2 separate regions of the Hordeum vulgare genome follow, and region 2 is linked to region 1. Evidence: chromatin contacts called from public Hi-C data. All regions are on one chromosome and are shown on one strand. Each heading gives the region's core, a stretch centred on a gene start, on an enhancer-like site or on the middle of the called end of the contact. The rest is flanking DNA. Distances are from core to core; before and after follow the strand shown.

Evidence for each region. A called contact is a pair of places that touch in the nucleus more often than the background predicts.
Region 2: a Hi-C map of leaf shows a contact between it and region 1, with 3 times the contacts expected there. The contact joins two enhancer-like sites. A contact is called at or near these places in 2 of 6 Hi-C or Micro-C datasets (leaf and seedling) and 1 of 1 datasets of contacts at active chromatin or transcription factors (embryo).

The regions. Positions count from the first base shown.
Region 1 is chr2H:586,212,394-586,215,540 of MorexV3_pseudomolecules_assembly, forward strand. No RefSeq gene overlaps it. Among protein-coding and RNA genes, the nearest start is that of LOC123430644, 32 kb to the left of the region's middle. Within about 2 kb of position 1,253, at least 1 of the 3 cell types and tissues checked has open chromatin away from gene starts, as enhancers often do. A contact at or near this core is called in leaf, where this site is marked.
Region 2 is chr2H:586,349,487-586,352,494 of MorexV3_pseudomolecules_assembly, forward strand. No RefSeq gene overlaps it. Among protein-coding and RNA genes, the nearest start is that of LOC123427470, 4.2 kb to the left of the region's middle. Within about 2 kb of position 1,610, at least 3 of the 3 cell types and tissues checked have open chromatin away from gene starts, as enhancers often do. A contact at or near this core is called in leaf, where this site is marked.

The sequences.
Region 1 (3,147 bases), core at 3-2,502:
TCATGAAGTTGAAAAAAGTTCACGAATTTGAGACAGAAAGTTCACAAATTTGATTTTACCCTAATTTATGAATTTAATAAAAAAATCACGGATTTGAGAAAGTTCACAAAATTGAAAAATACGGAAATGATAAATTTAAATGTAAACAGAAAAAAAACAGCCTAAAACCGGACAGGGAAAAATGCCCAGCCAAAATCATTTTACAGTGATTTTTTCTCTGTTTTCGCAAGACAATGGACGGATTTTTTCACAGTTTTAGCTCATAAGACGTAAATAATTCACAGAATGAACTCGATTTGAAAGTATTTTCGGATCTGACTTTTTTAGAAACGCCAGAGCCCGTGGCTTTGCTGCTTCACGTAGAAACGCCAGTCTATCGTGACGTTTCTGGTCCACATTCAGACGCCAGTCTAGCGTCGCCTTGTAGTCAAACTTAGCAACGCCAGGGGTGCTGGCGTTGCTATCCACGTAGCAAACGCCATTAACAATGACGTTGCAGCATTGGTACGTATGTTCAGCGCGCGCGACGGGTCTCGCGTTGATGATAGGATATGCATGGGATGGGATCGGCGCCGGCTGGCTGCTGCTACCACTAAAGAATAAGCATGCTGCAGGATGTGCAACTGGGCCTATGTCTATGTGTTCGTTTCTTGTCATTTTTGGCCAGTGTCACGCTGTAACTGACCACTTATGTTCACTGTACCGCTGACTAGTCTGCTACCACTTCAATTGTATGCATGGACAGTGCACTTCATTTCTATGCTGCAAAGAGAGACCCGTCGCGCGCGCTGAACATACGTACCAATGCTGCAACCTGTCAGCGGTACAATAGACATAGGCCTAGTTGCACATCCTGCAACATGCTTATTCTTTAGTGGTAGCAGCAGCCAGCCGGCGCCGATCCCATCCCATGCATATCCTATCATCAACGCGAGACCCGTCGCGCGCGCTGAACATACGTACCAATGCTGCAACGTCATTGTCAATGGCGTTTGCTACGTGGATAGCAACGCCAGCACCCCTGGCGTTGCTAAGTTTGACTACAAGGCGACGCTAGACTGGCGTCTGAATGTGGACCAGAAACGTCACGATAGACTGGCGTTTCTACGTGAAGCAGCAAAGCCACGGGCTCTGGCGTTTCTAAAAGAGTCAGATCCGAAAATACTTTCAAATCGAGTTCATTCTGTGAATTATTTACGTCTTATGAGCTAAAACTGTGAAAAATCTCACAATGGACCGGACCTGTCGAGGGCTGTCCTTGTGTAGGCGCGCCAATCGAACGCAGCGCGCAACGTATAGGAGCTCTTTGGATAGGAGATGCCAAAAAAAGGCGCTAGATACCTTTTATTTTCTGGATATCAGTTTGTTTTGTCATATAAGCACCTAGATAGGTGTCCAGCATGTTGGGCTGGTTCACCAGGCATTTCTCCCCCTGTTTTCCTTTTCCTATTTTACGTCTTTTCTTTTCTTATTGAGACTGCTTACCACGTCTGCCGTTGGTCATATATTATTTTTTTCGTAAAAATATCAGATATATTGTAAAGTACAAAGAATATCAAATATAATAGAAATTACATCAAGATTATAAGATAACGAGCCGTCGACGTACCGCTTTTCTATCGGAGCTGGCTTGATCTTGTCGATGATAGCCAAAATTCCTTTTGCACGTGCCATTAAGGACCAACACCCTAGGGTCATAGTCGTCGTCGCTCAACCCTCGCATAGATCAGAAAACGACTGACAGTAAATTTCGTCAGATAACAAGAAATCCTAACTTTACAACCCCAAGGAGATGGTGGAAACCTACGCCGGAGATTCGTTAACTACGTTCACACAAACGAACTCGAGGAGGAAGTACTATCATCTGTCCGAGCACCATACGTGTGAGGATTATGAAACTCTAACCTGAAATACTAACATGAGCGAAGACAACGAGATTCTTCTACTTCTCCACTGTTGGTCTTTCTTCTCTTTCCCATTTTATTTTTATAATGTTTCTTATGTTTTCATGATTTTTTTGTACTTTATTTTTTTCACCTCGAACATGAGTGAAAAAATTTGAATGAAAAAAAAACTTGCAAAATGGCAAGGTGGAGGGACCCCGAGAGATGTTGCTAGTGTGATAGCCCGACTGTGGGTCTCCCCTTCAAGGCCCTTCACCGTGGGTGTTGGGCGTGTGTCGCTCTGCCACGACCGGCTCACTTTCCCGTCGAAGTTGATGTTGCATACCTCTGTGACGTCGCATCCTCCTTGTGTGGTCGGTGTTTGCTCCCTGAAGGATAGGGGTGGAGTTATATGGCTCTTTCTCCTCTCATGTTGGACACAATTCATCGTCGATGCCTACCTTCCTTTTTATATTGTTTACCTCTTAGGGTGAGTCCATCGCCCTGCTCGTGGCTCCGGTGTTGTAGATCATGTCCGAGCTTAGTGAGCTACGTCTCAGTCTGTCAATGAATTATATGAAGGTGGACACATCGGTGACCTCGGCTGAGGAACAAGATTCATATTTGTCAAATGAGCAGCTCGAGGTTTCTATGATTGATGATGCGAAAGCGAAGGCATCTGTGATTTCGTGATGAATAATGGTCGGTTTCTCGAGTTCTCGTCGGTGATTTCGTGATGAATAATGTTGGGTTTCTCGTGTTGTACGTGGCTTTGGTATTTTAAGTCGTTGTTGTCAGTTTTCTCGAAGGGGTTCCGTTGCATTGTAAAAGTGTTGAGGATTCTGGCTGTTACGTGAGTTATCGTTTTGCTTCGTGTTGAGTGAGTTTGTTTGTATTAATTTTCAATCGGTTTAGTCCGTAAATTAACTGTGCAGTTGTTTTTTAATTAACCAATGAGATAATTGTTCTGACTCGTTTCGAAGAAAAAAATAGTCCGACATAAGCAAAGACGGCCGGAGTAGTTGGCTGATGGCCTGAAGGTGCGCCACAATTACGTCAGGCAAACTGTAGGTGGGAAAGGACAGTTGAGAGTCTCCCTCACGTCGTCATGGCGGCAGGTGCTGTACGTATATGCTCGGTCGGCTTTGCATTGCATCACGCAAGGAAGACATTGTTGGCCATGAATAAGCAGGCCTCATGAATGAGGCTTACATGTCCGAACCAGATCCGAAATCACAGGCCTGGTGGACATGGACTCTAACTT
Region 2 (3,008 bases), core at 360-2,859, 140 kb after region 1:
GAGCGTGTCATGTGAACTGGGTCAAGATCGTAGGCAATCTTGTTTGATCGTTGCTCAGTTGCTCACTACTCGTACACCTGCACGGATGGAGGAGGATTGGATTTGGGTGCATGCAGTATGTCACGGGCTCTCGGTGGCAACAGGGACCGTGTTAGTACAGAGGGTACAGTACGGTTAGCCAGTGGGGTGGCCTGACGCCTGCGCGCTGTGTCAGCGGGTGGACCGTTTGGTATGTCTGTTCAGGCCCCGGGCCTATCTGGTGAGCTGCTACCTCTGTTAATTAAAGCAGTTGGGTGTCTCGTAGCCATTGGAATCCAGTACATGCATGGGCAAACCCAGTTCCATTTGGCTCCGGCTAACTACCGCCTAGTGTACAAATAAAGAAGACATCATTCCGTGATCCTCCTACTGATAGGACACGGGAATGTGCTAAATTGGCACCACTGTAAGTGGAGCCTCGAGAGTCTAGAGTAAACTAGTAATCAGCCTAATTAATCCGCCCTCACGCGCACGTCGGCGTGCAGATGACGCGATGGCACCGGCGGAACTCCGAATGGCGGACGGACGGTGCACGCGGTACGGCACAGCGATCGATCTCCGCGTCGGCGACGGTGGGTGCCGGCGACGCAACGCCGCTGTGCTGTGCTGTGCTGTGCTGACCTTTCCTAGACCATTGCAACTTGATCATATAGTACGATTACAATACTGGTGGAAGCTTAGCTTAATTATTCTGGATTGGTGAATGGTGATGGCCGGGTGGCGCTGCTGGCTGGGGACGGCACGCACCAGCTTCGGCCCGCCGCCCGTAATAGACTAGTGGTATAGTGCCGTCCTCGCCTCCCGGCTTTCGGCTCGTTTCATAATGGACGCACAAATGGAGGCAAACAGGCAGAGAGGATCTAGCGAGCGAGCGAGTTGTCAAGGAGCTCGTCATCGGACAGGGAGTGTTTTTCATCTCGTGTTTGAGTTTGACAGCGGGTTTCGATCGACGTGTGGCCTCGCGGTAGCTCTGGCATCTAGTCGATGTCCCTGTCGACCGGCATAGTATGCCGCTGTGGCTGCGAACCCGGTGATTGCGATTACTCTGAAGAAAAATGGCCGGCTGTCTCCGGATGCATGTACAGTAGTCACTGTACGCCACTCCGTACTATCCCTCCGTTACTAAATATAAGTCTTTTAAGCAATTTCACTAAGAGACTACATACAAATAAAATGAGTGAATGTACACTCTAAAGTATGTCTATATACATTCGTATGTAGTCTTCTAGTGCAATCTCTAAAAAGATTTATATTATGGAACGGAGGGAGTACTCCACTAGCATGCATGACCTTGATCCACGAGTCGGTGATTAGTAAAAAACACATGAAATTCTCGTACGAACTACTAGGGGCATGCTAACGGAAGAGAAAATACAAGGGAATTGTGAAGCGTGCCGATGAGATTCCTGACGGGCAGCACCGCGTATACCTTCTTCTACTAAAAAGGAACGTACTGGATGCACCAAAGGGAAACATAGCCTCGGTGAAGTCCTCGACGCTAGCGCTGGGACTGAGTCCGCGACCATGCTTGGCCTAGAGGGTCGTTGGGTGGTCACGGCCCTAATAGTTTTGTTGCCATTCTTCAACAGCAATCCAGCCGCGCTCCTATAGCATCCATACAGTCGATGGTACGCTGTACCCTCCACCAAGCTGTCAGTGCCTTGGCTGTGCTGTGCGAATGCTAGCTCCGCTCGTCCAGAGTTGCCCGTGCCCTGCACAAGAATTCCTTGCCCGTGGTACGTTCTAATTAAGCTGGATTTGGTGCCTGCGCCAATAATTTAAGCGCCCATGCATTGCACGGTATAGCTAGAGACGATCCATGGGGACCGTGGAAGCTCTGGCGTGGCATGGCTCGCCGCTGTGCGGCGTTATGACAGGAGCAACAATGAATGAAAGCTCCGTCGCTCCAACCGTCTCCCGCTGTTGACGTTTTTGGGGACGATGGGCAGGCGTTGAGACGAAGGCAAAGACTGTTTTATTGACGGGTCATGCCTTCCTAGTGCCTTTTCTGGGCCAATCATGTGGCTGTTCTTGACGCAAGAATCTTTGGTGTTTTACCGGTGGTGATGATGATCAGTGGCCATGCTTGCGGATTATGGTGCTTATTCAGGAAGTGTTTGTTTACAGAGACTTTTTATATAGAAACTAATAAAAAATCCTTTTAGTCCTATTAAAATCAAACATGAGGGACTTGGGATTAAAAGTGAGCATTTGAAACTAAAGAAATACTCCATCCGTCTCAAAATTCTTGTCTTAGATTTGTTTAGATATGAATGTATCTAGTCAAGTTTTAATATTTAGATACATCCATATCTAGACAAAGTTAAGACAAGAATTTTGAGACGGAGGGAGTAAGTCTTTAACGGAGAGTCTTTTTGAGACTTTTTTTTAAAAGTGTCCTTGTTTTTTGCATGTCATTTAATAACCTCTACTCTATTAATAGAGATAACATGATCTTTTATCATGTCATTTAATAACATCTGGTCCATGTTTAGTTCCTAAAATCAAACAGGTAGGGACTTTTTAAATAACACAAGTGGCCATGCTTGCGGATTATGGTGCTGGTTTAGCTAACCAACTGTTCCGGGTCGTGTGGCACTCTTTGGATTGTACTCTTAAAAAAGAAAACTCATAAGGCCTTGTTCGGTTGCATTGGATTTGACGGGGATTAAAATGGATTATGAGGAACTACATTCCTTGTAAGTCAAATTCCTTTCCAATCCCCTTTAAATCTCTTCAATCCCTTTGGGAAAGGTATTAAACGAACAAGCCGTAAGGGAATAAATCCGCTCGGCGCAATTAAGAACATCTGGGAAGCCCGTGCTTATTCCAACACACTCCCTTCATTCGAAAATACTTGTCATAGAAATAAATATATCTAGATCTTTTTTGGTTTTTAGATACTACATCCAATTTAGATCTTTTTTGTTTTTTAGAAACTACATCTAAAGTACATTCATTTTTATACA